Regions from separate parts of the Zea mays genome. Here region 2 is linked to region 1. The links are chromatin contacts, called in public Hi-C maps. All regions are on one chromosome and are shown on one strand. Each heading gives the region's core, a stretch centred on a gene start, on an enhancer-like site or on the middle of the called end of the contact. The rest is flanking DNA. Distances are from core to core; before and after follow the strand shown. Region 1 holds the start of LOC100282298 (protein transport protein SEC61 gamma subunit). Region 2 holds the start of LOC100280309.

The links. Hi-C and Micro-C count contacts between places; a contact is called where the count stands out from the background.
Region 2: a Hi-C map of endosperm shows a contact between it and region 1, with 2.5 times the contacts expected there. The contact joins the promoter of LOC100280309 here to the promoter of LOC100282298 in region 1. A contact is called at or near these places in 2 of 25 Hi-C or Micro-C datasets (ear and endosperm).

What each region holds. Positions count from the first base shown.
Region 1 is chr9:113,173,580-113,180,524 of Zm-B73-REFERENCE-NAM-5.0, reverse strand. It overlaps LOC100282298 (protein transport protein SEC61 gamma subunit), which reads right to left and starts at 4,667. Exons shown (of 3, transcript NM_001291547.1): 1 at 4,495-4,667; 2 at 4,273-4,388; 3 at 1,232-1,456. The coding sequence starts at 4,588. The coding sequence ends at 4,273. It overlaps LOC109942238 (a long non-coding RNA gene), which reads left to right and starts at 2,125. Exons shown (of 2, transcript XR_002264925.2): 1 at 2,125-2,632; 2 at 2,945-3,274. It also overlaps the pseudogene LOC103638870.
Region 2 is chr9:113,592,985-113,599,855 of Zm-B73-REFERENCE-NAM-5.0, reverse strand. It overlaps LOC100280309, which reads left to right and starts at 2,281. Exons shown (of 12, transcript NM_001153235.1): 1 at 2,281-2,629; 2 at 2,812-2,951; 3 at 3,079-3,297; 4 at 3,375-3,515; 5 at 3,608-3,799; 6 at 3,876-3,922. The coding sequence starts at 2,320. It overlaps LOC100275724, which reads left to right. Exons shown (of 11, transcript NM_001371724.1): 8 at 247-303; 9 at 384-506; 10 at 587-625; 11 at 813-1,321. The coding sequence ends at 941.

The DNA of each region.
Region 1 (6,945 bases), core at 3,418-5,917:
ACCTAGATACTAGGACCCAACTTACACCTAGATATTACTCTCTTTGTCCATAAATATTAGTTGTTCTTATTTTTCGAGGAGTCAACTATTTTTAACATTGACCATATTTATATAATATAATATTAATCTTTATAATATATAATTAGAATTATTAGACAGATCTTTAAATACATTTTTATAGTAAAATTATTGGAAGATACAAATCTTGCTAATATATCCTATAAAGCTAGTCCTATTTAATAAAGTTTGACCGACACGAATACCATATCGATAAACATTTGTGGACGAAGGAAATACTATCCACCGAATAACATAGCGACAAACAAACATTTATGGACGAAGAGAATACTACCCAACTTACAAAACATAAAAAAAATAACACTCTCAACATAGAAAACAAGCATGGAATCCCAGCTCAAATTCTGAATGCTGTCCGCAAATACACTAAACCACTAAAGCTATCTCCAATATCTTACTCATTCTTATCATTCTCATTTCAAACTCCACTCTACGAAGTGGATTGAGAGAGACCTTGTTGAGTTGCATTTGGATTGAAGTGGATTGATAGAGATTAAATTCTCTTCTATTTAATTTTGACTAGAGAGATTTAATCTACTTCAATCCCCTTTTTTAACATTGACCATATTTATATAAGATAATATTAATCTTTATAATATATAATTAGAATCATTAGACAGATCTTTAAATACGTTTTTATAGTAAAATTATTGGAAGATACAAATCTTGCTAATATATCTTATAAAGCTAGTCCTATTTAATAAAGTTTGACCGATACGAATACCATAGCGACAAACATTTGTGGATGAAGTGAATACTACCAAACGAATACCATAGCGACAAACATTTATGGACGAAGAAAATACTACCCAACTTACAAAACATAAAAAATTAACACTCAACATAGAAAACAACCATGGAATCCCAGCTCAAATTCCGAATGCTGCCCGCAAATATACTAAACCACTAAAGCTATCTCCAATATCTTACTCATTCTCATCATTCTCGTTTCAAACTCCACTCTACGAAGTGGATTGAGAGAGACCTTGTTGAGTTACATTTGGATTGAAGTGGATTGATAGAGATTAAATTCTCTTCTATATAATTTTGACTAGAGGAATTTAACTACTTCAATCCCTAGCAACCGAACGACACCTAAATCAGGCTTACCATCACCATGAGAGCAAACAGCAAACAGCTTAACGGAACAACAAAATACGAAACTTCCTTTCCGAGATTGGCTGATCCATCAAGGATTCAAAGGTCTACTCAGAATCCGGTATCCAGAAGGTCTACTCAGTACAACGATTACATCAGAAACACAACCGAACGAAAAATTTCATTAACAATACTATTCGAAAGACCAGGATCCTCGTTATCTATTGCTCCCAAAAGTATTGCACTACTCCCATGCTAGTCGCCCTGTACTCCTGTAAGCCTGCACAAACCACAGGAGAAGTCATTAGCACACTCATTGTACTCGCATGAGAACAGGAAATTATTACTTAGCTACTCGAATTGTGCATTGCTTCTATTTACAAGTGACCTGAAATGGAAATGCTTGAAACATTCTATTGTAATGCCATCGGTAACACAACATATACCCTTTTTTTTACTCCGTAGTCGGTAGCAAGAGTGATCATGTCTACAAATCCATCAATCATGCTACGATATAGTCGGGGAATCAGTGTTTCAAATTTGAATCAGATTTTCCAATAAATTCAAAATTTAGCGATACAGCAAGAGTTGGACATGTGATTCCCTAATAGAAATAGTTAGGAAGCCAACTTGTCCCTCAAACGGTGATGTTTTCACTTAATCATAATTCCTCAAAACAAAAAACTCGGTCGGGCAGGGAAAGACCGTCCTCCCGGTATTATATTAAGAAGAGATCGAAACATGGTCCCGGCCGAGAAAATCCCCGAACCCTGTCCCCCATCACTAGAGGGCCGTCACCGTCCACTCTACAATGGTCCAGCCATATGGTGGCGCGCAGGACGTAACACGGGAGCGGGCCGGGCACAGCAAGAGGATTTTTTAACCAAGCCCGAAATTCGCACCGAGGCGGATCGAACCTGAGACCTAGAGGTGCTACTCGAAAGCCTTAACCATTCCTCAAAACAGAAGCTGGCAAAATAAAACTTTATCAAAGAGATGAACTGTCAACTACTCAGCTCCCTTATGCAAAAATAAATCCACGTTATAAGCATCCATCCATAATTGATCATCAATAGGTTTTGTTGAAAAAATCCTTATTGGGGGCTGGGGGAGATTGTCACGACTAGATTTAGAGGGAACATGGTTATTAAAGCGTCGTTTAAACGACGATTAAGCGTCGTTTAAGCGCTAAAACGTGATTAGGAGTTAAAGCGTCCGTACGTTTTAAAAAAACTGCGTAGAACGTCCGTTTTGGACGTTTAAGCGACGTTTAAACGTCGGAACGCGCGTTCTGGACGTTTTACCCGTTCTACGGACGTTATGTGCGTCTATAAGTTGTTGGGCCTTAATGGGCCTTTAACCAGCAAGCTTGCTCCAGCCGCCAAACTGCCAGACGCACAGCCGCGGAGCCGCCAGAGACAGACGCTGCCGCCGTCGGCCGTCCTCCGCCCTCCAGGTACGCCGCCGCCCCCCTCCTCCCTCCTCCGGTCCTCCCTCCACCTACAGCCGCCGCCAGTGCACAGTCCAGGCGCAACCGCCCAGTGCGCAGTGCGCCTGCTCCAGAGAGCCGCCAGTGCGCAACCGCCCGGGTCGGCAGGTCCAACCGCTGTTCGTATTCTGCTGCTGTTCGTATTCACATTCTGCTGCTGTTCGTATCCAAAACACAGTGCACTGCGCAGCCAGCCAGTGCGCCAGCCACCATGCATATGCAATATTGACGAATGCTGCTGAAGCTGAAGTGCTGATGCTGTTTTTAATCATGCTACAGTAGAATCGTCCATCCTGCTCGCTTGTCTTTCTGAGCTGTGCATGCACAACGATTTGGGCTTGAGTGGTGGTGCTAAAGTCTCCATGGGATGAGCTTGAGGTGCACTACTGTTTATCCGGCTTCTGAAGGGCGCCTTCGGTTTTGTGCATAGGCTCATTGGGTTGCTAACTGGTAGGTTTTTTTTGGTTATAAGATTCTTCATATCTTTTTTCATTTAGATTAAAAGTTTGTGCCGTGCCCTTGATTGCAACCATGAAGCTGCAGTTTCTGCTGTAGTGATTTTGGTCTGATGCTCAAATATAATGTTGAGGTGTGTCTGCGTGCTATTGCTTCAAGCACACTGTTTTTACTGGGTTCCTTCTGAAGAAGCCACACATGGTTTTCTTTTTGTTTCTTCTTTTACCTGTTTGAATATTCCCATTGAAACTTGTATATGTGTCTCATCTACCTTCCGGAAAAGAGGTTAAAAGAGTATATCATGTTTTATGTTAGTCTGAAAAGACGTTTCAACGTTCATTTAAACATTTAAACGTTGAAAAGTTGGTTCTTAACGTTCTACCGCTTTAATAACCATGAGAGGGAATCCGCCATTCGCATAGCTTGAACCATCATGTTTGCAGTTAGGAAGGTTGCAAAAAATGTGTTCCAATAACAAAATAAATCAAGGGCCGGTACTATACAATGTACAATTATGTTTGCCTTGGTAGTATTTGAGTTGGAAATTCGACAACGTGTTTTAGCATAATAGGTCCCATATGTAGAGTAGTGAGGAATGATAGAGTCCAACTCTCCTCAGCAACTCAGACAAAAGGAACAACTTTGCAACTTGTACTAAACCTACATAAATAACTCTGATGAGTTATAAACTGATACTGACTTGAGGCTGGGATTCAAAACTGGGTTCACAAGTCACAACCAGTTGGGACCAACGACTTACATAATCCGCTACTGCTACTGCAAATGTGAACAGATGAAACTGCAGTAATCACCTGCTAGAATTTTTATTCTGATAAGTATACTGCTAAAATTTCTCTTGCTACAAGTATATCTGACTCTATCCAAAGATCATGGAGGTAAAATCCAGTAACCCAGTTTCCACCTAATCGAGAATGATAGGCCACGAAAACAAAATTCACAGCCATAGTGAACAAGCATACTCAGATCGGCCGAGATGTTACCAGCCCCACGGTCTCCGCACCACCTAATTTCACCCCTCAAAAGCGTGCACACACAAACAGAACCGCGCACCGCAGATCCGCAAACAACGACATCGAAACAAGAAAATCTAACGGATTTGGGTAGATAATAATGGAATAGTAGACACGAACCTAGCCGGAACCGACGATGATGTTGTTGATGGGGATGAAGATGAGCTTAACGAAGAAGCCGACGAAGCCCATGACGACGAACCCGATCGCCGTCCGCGCCGCCACCTTGGTGAACTCTGCAAGCACAGATCCCAGAGAAACACCGTCAGATCTGACGGTGGTCGAACCAAAACAACTCGGATACGAACAGGGCGCGGCGGAAGGAGGGATCCTGGCAGGTACCCTTGCGGTCGGGCTTGTGGCAGCGCTTGACGAGGCGGACGCTGTCCTTGGCGAAGTCGCGGAGGGGATCCACCACGCTGTCGATCGCGTCCATGGCGACGGGGCGAGATCTCGAGACGAATGTGGAAGGAAGCTGATGAGAGGATGCGGTTTTGCGTTTGGGAAATTTGCTTGTCTCTCCTGATGGGTGGCCCCTTTATTATACAGTGTACATCACAGAGCCACGTCATTCCACAAATCACAACGTTGCTTTTTTCAAGATTTTTGTCACCGTTTTTTGCGTTTGGTTGCAATGACAGGACGGGATAGGATGGGACGATCCCTAAAATTAGATTGTTTGGTTCTGGGACAAGGATTGGGACAGGACTATCCAGTGTTGTCCTCTGTTGTCCCTTAAAATTAGAGGGACAGGAGAGGACGACAGGGGATGTCCCTGTCCTGGCTGTCCCACAACCAAACAGATTAGATCGTCTCTAGTGCTGCCCTGCTGGGATGTACGCCGTATGACAGTTAGGCTATCTCCACAGTACAAAATTCTCTTCAAACTTTTCTCTATAAATAATGTCATCTATAGTTCAACATCCTCTAATCTTCAAACTCTATTGTAGACAGTCATTATTTCCTACCAAATCAATTTGACAATCCTCAATTTCTTCAATTGCCACAGTATCGACAACATAAACATAAACGGATATACAGTTTTATAGTGTGCTACTATAAGAATTCCCACAGTTGACATTATCTCTACTACTTATTAAGACGGCAAGGGTAGCCTGTCGTTCTGCCATTATACAATCTCAACCGTCCGATATATCGTTCGGCAATCTCAACCATTCGATTCGCCCACCACCACACGCCCTGATCCGCCTCGTGAAGCCAAAAGCCCCATCCACTGCGCCTGCGATCCCCATCCGTTCCGCCTCTTCTGCCTCCGTTCCGCCTCTTCTGCCTCCCCCGCATGCTGCGCCAAGCATGCTCCGCGCATGTTGGGGCGCGCCCATCTGCATCCGCAACCCCACCGCGTTCGCATGTCGGGACAGGTCCGATGGCGGACCGCTCGCTACGGCTCAAATCACTTCGCAAAGCAGACAGGATCGGGTAGCTGAGGTCATTGCGAGCGCCGTCTAGGGTTTCTTACCACTGTCGCCGCCCATCCGAAGCAAATGTCGCCCGAAGTAGCTATGGTGCCACCCATCCGCCCGCCGCTGCTATGAGAACATCTGGGTTGTCGGTCGCCGGTTCCCCGTGCAACATGCCCCTTCCCCCTCCGTCTAGGGACCTAGGGTCCTTGAACGTGAGGAGGGCGCGGACGAGGGGGCGGGAGCGGCCACCTCTGGTGGGGGCGGAGCTCATACTTATCTCCAACAATGCGGGGGACGCTACCAAGGGCGAGGAGTCGGCGTCGCACTTGGAAGGGGAGCTCGTGGCGGGGGTCGCCACCACCGTGGCATGCTGCACTTCGGTCAACGCCCCGCCCCTGGCACCGTCCGCTACGGCCCGCCCCTAGCACGAGCCCCAATGACGGTGCTTCACCACCGTGGACCAACCGCGCCCCTAGATGCACGGCCATACCCTCACCGCCCACGTCATCTCCGCCCACGCCGTCCTCGACAAGCCCTCCACATACCACCGGTTACACCTGCATCGCCAAGTTCCTCTGCCCGAGGCGGTCACGCGGGCGGCACTACGAGGAGTGGGGACACACCAGGGCAGCGCATGCTGAAGCTCATCTACCCGAAGCGTAGTGTGGTGGTGGTGCTGCGGCGATGGGCGAAGGAGGGCCGCACAGTGCAGAACTATCAGCTCAATCACGTCGTCAGGGAGCTTCGGAAGTACAGTCGCTTGAAACACGCCATGGAGGTACACCGTACACCGCCCAACCCTTGCCATGTTTCCACCGTTGATGCTTCGAAAACTCTCCCACTCGCCACCTACTCAACGTATTACCAACCTGATTCCTGACGTGACCCCACTCGTCCCGTTCTCAATTTGGCATGTGAACAGATAGATCGGTCACACATCGTTTTCTGCTTTACAGCTATCACTTTCTAAGATTATCAGATTGGATTGCTACACTGGGAGCAATATATGGTATGACTTCATTATTTCTCTGACTACCTGATTATGTTTTAGTGGGAAAGAATGTCTTTAATTATCCAGTAAGCAGCACTTGGTTTGCCGCCAAATTCTATTGGTTCCTTGTTCTCTGCATGCACGAACAGTGAAGCATGTCAAATTGTAAGATGTTTCAGAAGCAAGCAACTCAAGGTTAAATGATTAGCTCGGCTAAAGTGTTTGCCTTGTGTGCAAGGAGGTGCTATTTTTAGTGATCTCATCATCTAACCTTTGTGAGAGCACCTAGAGGGGGGGAGGGGTGAATAGGTGATCCTGTAAAACTTGAAACTTAATACCACAAAACTTGATTAGGAGTTAGCACAAGAATGCCACGTG
Region 2 (6,871 bases), core at 1,032-3,531, 420 kb before region 1:
CAACCACTCCATAGTCCATACAATAACAACGCCTCAGAATCTAAGTTTGAAGAACCGAAGAAATAGTTGAATACATACTGGGTCATCGATAAATATGTGAAGCTAAAGAGGGGCCCATACATTCAAGTCAGCGCTTCTCAAGTCTGAACCGATGGCCATGATTTTTCACTTTTCCAGTTTTCACTTATGTTTTTCTAGTAAGCTCATTTGTTGTTAAGGGAATTATCTTTCTCCCGTGATCTACAGCCAGCAGAAGGGCGCAACTGTATTGCAGATGAGCATTATTTGCCAACCCTGTTCAATGTCGGTATTCACTATCTATTGAAGTGACATTTAGCCTTTATTTAGCTGGGTGCTTGCTTAATTCATGTCCTTGGCTTCAGATGGTAGATCCTGGTGGGATCTCTAATTGGTCTGTTACACATGTGGATTGGTCTGAGGGAAAATGGCATCCAAGGTCATATAGCGCTGATGATGTCACCTATGATCTCTTGAAGAACATTACAGTATGTTTCATGGATACTTAATTTTTCCTTATCTATCATATGATTGTTATGTGCATACGCTGATGTGCATGAGCGTACAGGCAGTTGATGAGAACTTCCATGTAACAAGTGATGACAAGGTAAGCACAAAGACCTGTCGTCATTATTGACTCTTGAAAAACACTAAATAAATTGGTCATGAACTTCATCATTGCTTATAAAAAAACTGCTGAATTGTATCCTGCATCCATCAAGCACTGAAATTTCCAGTTTCCACGCGTCTCAACAACCATTGAATGCTGGTGTGCTGTTTTTCCCCCATTGCAGAAACTTGTGATGCAGAAGCCGTGTTTGTGGAATGGATCAAAGAGACCGTGCTATCTTTTCGCTAGGAAGTTTAATCCTGAAGCACTTGACAACCTACTGAAGCAATTTACCAGTTACACATCTGTTTGAGTCCTACCGGATTCTTTGCCTTGTGCTGTCAAATCCGACAAGCTTTTTTCTCTTCCTGTTTATATGTAAATTGTGAAGTCCGTACTTATTAGGATCTGGGCCTGAAGATACCGGTACAACTGCAACAGCTGTGATGGCTTGGAGCTGAGTCATGGGTAAAACGGCCACAGCGATGTTTATAGAATGGCACTGCCCTCATAGTAATTTATCGTGTTCAATGTATGTCTCCATAGTCTTCCACCCAACTCCCAACTCATTAGTTCTTTATTCTTGGAGAACAGTTTTTGTCAGAGTGTTATACTGTCATGATATGATCCATTCTTTGTAGACACAGAGATTACAACAGATGTATCACAAATGCAGTCTTAATTTTGTCACTATTAAATCTTTTATCATGCGTTCTACTGAATTAGGTGTTAGCATTTCTTAAATTTCACTGTGATCAATTTTCAGCAAAGTAAGCGTATTTGAGCTGCTGCTAGAGGAGATATACTAGTAGAGTACATTTTTCATCTCCAATATGAGACACTGACACGTGAATGATGATCTATCTGTTTTAAATTATAAGTCATCTTGTTTTTTTAACAAAGTTATTTTGATTTTTTTATGTATTAGATTTTGCTATGCACTTAATTTAAAATAGAGCGTATACATATGTATGTTAGATATGTTTAATAGGAAAATATTTCTTACTTTTTTTATTATTAACTTCTGTTAGGTAACATGTGATAATTAACTTCTAAATCAACTGTCTACGGTCGTTTTGGTGAACCATAGCAAAAAGTTATTTGAGCGAAGTAAGCGCATTTCAGCCGCAGCTAATACAGAATCACAAAACATAATATTTATATTTTTTTAGGAGATAATATATTACCTCAGTTTATTTTAGTTCTTGATTGTTACGTCTATATTTAAATAGATAATAAATCTAGAAATATATATATAACTCATATATAATGTTATTATGAATCTATTAATTATCTAAAACAAATTTTAATTTAGGATAGAGATGATATCTAAAACGAATTTTAATTTAAATGGATGGAGTAGTACATTTTCCATCTCCCAGATGAGACACTGACATGTGGACGATGGACCCATCCGTCTTAATTCGACCCAGGCCTACAATATCCACAACCTATTTCAGTAGGCCCACATCAAGCCACGTAGCACCAGTAGAACCCGGACACGCGGCACCATTCTCCGCTCTTCCCTCCACCTTCCGGTTCCAACTTTCCAAACCACCCCCTCACTTCTCAAAACTCCCAACTACCACTACCAGTCCAATCAAGAAATGCTCCACTACATCTCCTCTTCCCCTCTCCGTCCCCGATTCCTCCTCCTCCCGAGCCCACCCTCCAATCTTCGCTTCCTCACCATGAGCGCCTCCCCCTCGAGCTCCTCGTCCCGTTCGGTGCGCGGTGCGGCGGTGTCGGTGCCTTCCCTCGGCGCCGACGAGGCCTGCGCAGTGGCAGATGAAGCCTTCCGGAGGTACACGTCGCCGAGCTTATTGAGGAGAGGCGGCGTCGGGGTGGCCGTCGTGTGGTTCAGGAACGACCTCCGAGTTATCGATAACGAGGCGCTTCTGCGAGCATGGGCGGCTTCCGAGGCGGTCCTGCCGGTGTACTGTGTCGATCCGCGGGTCTTTGCGGGGAGCACGCATTACTTTGGGTTCCCCAAGAAGGGAGGTGAGGACCTAGCGATTCTGCATTTTGCTCGTTGCTGCTGCTTCTGGGATTTGAGTAGGTCAGGGGTAATGCTGATCTGTTGTCGTCGTAGAGCCAACTGCAAGCAAGCATAGCCTGATTAGAAAATATTGGTGATTTACGTGTATTTGTTTGTGTTTGGTGAAACTTAATCACCTGTTCAGCATTGAGGGCGCAGTTCTTGATAGAGTGTTTAGGAGACCTGAAGCAGAGCCTGAGGAAAAAGGGCCTCGATTTGCTAGTCCGGCATGGCAAGCCTGAAGAGATCCTTCCTTCAATTGCAAAGGCCGTCAGTGCACACACAGTAGGTTCCCCTTCTGCACCCTCATATTTATCTCTCAACCAATGTTAGCATAGTTGAATTCTGGATCTTTAGGTACTAAACTCATGACAGGCACCAAAGGTTAAGTCAGTAAGCGATGTGTCTCCAGATATACGCTCATAAGGAAACCTGTAGCGAAGAGCTCCTCGTCGAACGCCTAGTGAGCAAAGGCTTGGAACAAGTCCAGATTGCTCAAGGAGGAGCATCTGTCCCGAAGAGGCCTCTGAACCCCAGGTTGCAGCTCATCTGGGGAGCAACAATGTACCACATCGATGACCTCCCGTTCCCAGTTAGCAGCTTGCCAGACGTGTACACACAGTTCAGAAAGGTTGCGATTTTCTTTGCAAATTCTAGGCCTTTTTTGCAGGCGTAATGGTTAAATGATGAAGCCGTGCTTCTTGCCAGGCAGTTGAATCGAAGTGCTCAGTTAGGAACTGCGCCAAGTTGCCAACGTCGCTCGGTCCACCCCCTAGTTCCAGCATAGATGAGATTGGAGGATGGGGGACAGTACCAACACTGGAGTCACTAGGCCCCAGTGTTACGAAGGCAGGTTTAGCTGTAGGCTTGTAGCTAGTTGTGCTTTAGTCAGGTGATTCACCTGTTCTAGGTTTAATCTCTACCGTTTCTTCTCTCTGCAGTCTGAGAAAGGAATGCATTTCATAGGAGGAGAGAGCGCAGCTCTTGGTAGGGTACATGAGTACTTCTGGAAGAAGGATCAGCTGAAAGATTACAAGGTGACCAGGAACGGCATGTTAGGTCCAGACTACTCCACAAAGTTCTCTCCTTGGCTTGCTTCTGGCAGCCTTTCGCCGCGTTATATTTGCGAAGAGGTAAAGAGTTTCTCATTGCCCGGAGAGCCCGTTAGCTTTGCCTAATACAATATGTTAAGTGTACTTTATGGTGCAGGTGAAGAGATATGAGAAGCAAAGAGTGGCAAATGATTCAACATATTGGTTAGTGTGCCTTCTCATGGACTATATGTGGTAGAACTACGGATTCTACCGGGCAGATTGCGTAGATTGTAGGGAGGGGATTTGGTGGGACCAGGGTGGCGGCGTTGGGGCGCCGTCGTGATCCTGGCTGGGTTGCGCGCAGGGAGAAGATCACAGGAGACTCTGGCTCCCTCTGGGAAGCCAGAATAGATTGGAATTCTGCTTGCCTTTATTCCAGAGTTTACAGATCTATATATAGAGCTATCTCAAGTCTATCTACTAACTTTGGATAAGTATAACTATCTAGATAGAGCTGATCTTTATCTACTAACTTTGGATAAGTATAACTAACTAGATAGAGCTTATCTATTAGCTATTGGGCCTTGGGCCCCACCTGGGCAGCCTTGGCCCTATTGCGCCTAACATAGGCTTGGCCATACATAACATCTCTCCCCGCCTTCTCAAACAGCTCGTCCTCGAGCTGTAAGTTGGGGTAAGCAGCACGGAACTCTTCAAGCTTTTCCCATGTGGCGTCATCTTCAGCCAGTCCACGCCACTGTACGAGAACCTGCCACACGCCCCTCCTAAGTTGAGCGCGAAGCACCTTGGCCGGCACAGGAAGCAGCCGACCATCCATCACTGGGTCAAGCGTCCCCGGAGTTGCAGGAGGATCCCCACGATGCGGCTTCAGCAGGCTGACGTGGAAGACATCATGGATGCGAGCACCATCTGGCAACTGCAGGCGGTAGGCTACCGACCCAATCCTTTCCTGGACACGGAAAGGGCCTGCGTAGCGAGGTCCCAGCTTTCCCTTCGCGCGCGGATGGAGGGACTGAAAGGTGCGGTGTAGCAGGCGTAGCCACACCCAGTCGCCCACCTGGAACTGGACCTCCCGATGCCCGACATCGTAATACTTCTTGGCGAGCTGCTGGGCCTGCAAAAGGCGCTGGCGCACCTCGGCCAGCATCTCATCTCTGGAGCGTAGCATGTCGTCTGCGGCCTCAGTACGTGCCGTCCCTGGCGTGTAAGGTAGCATGGACGGTGGGGATCTGCCATAGACCACCTCGAAGGGAGTGGCACGCAATGCTGTGTGGTAGGAGGTATTATAGCAATACTCCGCCCAGGACAGCCAATCCACCCATGCCCGCGGTCGATCGCCGGTGACACACCGAAGATACATCGCAATAATTTTGTTGACCACCTCCGATTGTCCATCCGTCTGTGGGTGGAAGGCGGTGCTCATCTTTAGTGTCACCCCCGCCATCCTGAAGAGGTCGCGCCACACGTGCCCGGTGAAGACGGGGTCCCGGTCACTGACAATAGACAACGGGAACCCGTGCAGTCGTACGATGCCGTCGAAGAATGCCCGTGCTACGGACGACGCGGTGTAGGGGTGGCCGAGGGCGATGAAGTGGGCGTATTTGGAGAAGCGATCCACCACCGTGAGGATGACGGACTTGCCTGCCACCTTGGGCAGCCCCTCAATGAAGTCCATGGAGATGTCGGCCCACACCTGGGACGGCACCTCAAGGGGTTGCAGGAGGCCGCCCGGCTGCTGCGCCAGTGTCTTGTTTTGCTGGCACGTGGTGCAGGTGCGCACCCAGTCCTGGACGAGCGCGCGATCATGTGGCATGTAGAAGTCTGCCCGTAGTCGATGGAGGGTTTTCTGGATGCCCTCATGACCTGCCGAGTGCGCCAGTGTCAGCACCTGGTGGCGCAGGTCGTCGTAGTTCGGCACGAAGATGCGTGTGCCGTGCAGGAGCAGCCCGTCGACGAGGCGCCATGGCACAGCCAATACGCCGTCCCGCAGCTGCTGGAGGAGGTGCTGCCCGTCAGGTGCAGCTGCCAGCGCCCGCCTGATGTCGTCCAACAGGGAGAATGTCGGGCCCGAGATGGCCAGTGTTGCCATAGCCGTGTCCTCCACGGCAGCCTCCGAGTCACGGCGGGACAGGGCGTCGGCCACGGTGTTCAGGCGCCCCGGCCTGTATTCCACCGAGAAATCGAAACCGAACAACTTGCTGGTCCACTGATGCTGAGGAACTGTGGACAAGCGCTGATCCAGCAAGAATTTGAGACTGTAGTGGTCAGTCCGAACAGAAAAGTGGCGCCCCCACAAGTATGGGCGCCAGTGACGGACGGCCTGCACGAGGCCGATGAGCTCCCTCTCGTAGGCCGCCAACTTAAGGTGGCGGGCTGCAAATGGCTTGCTGAAGTAGGCGAGAGGTTTCGCGCCCTGATGAAGGACAGCACCGAACCCTGCACCTGACGCGTCACAGTCGACGACGAAGAGCTTGGCGAAGTCCGGCATCTGGAGCACTGGACCCGTCGTTAGGGCGTGCTTTAGGGCGTGGAAGGCTGTTGTCGCGTCATCGTCCCAGGCAAACGCGTCTCGTCGCAAGAGACGTGTCAGCGGGGCTGCGATGAGGCCGAAGTCTTTGATGAACTTCCGGTAGTACCCTGCTAGTCCCAAGAAGCCCCGGAGGCCTCGTGCAGACCGCGGGGGCGGCCAGGAGGCCACTGCCGCGACCTTGTCGGCGTCCATGGCGACCCCGCCCTCGGAGATGACATGGCCCAGATAGGCCACTGATGTGGCGCCGAAGGAACACTTGGAGCGCTTCAGGTGGAGGTGGTGTGCCTGCAATGTCTCGAGGACGATGCCCACATGCTGGAGGTGCTCCGCCCATGATGCACTGTAGATCAGGATATCGTCGAAGAAGACAAGCACAAACTTCCGAAGATATGGGCGGAGTACGTCGTTCATCAGGGACTGGAAAGTAGCAGGCGCGTTCGAGAGGCCGAACGGCATGACCAGGAACTCATAGTGGCCATGATGGGTGCGGAACGCCGTCTTGGCGATGTCATCGGTGTGCATCCGCACCTGGTGGTAGCCTGAGCGTAGGTCTAGCTTGGAGAAGAAACGGGCTCCATGGAGCTCGTCGAGGAGCTCGTCCACCACCGGGATCGGGAACT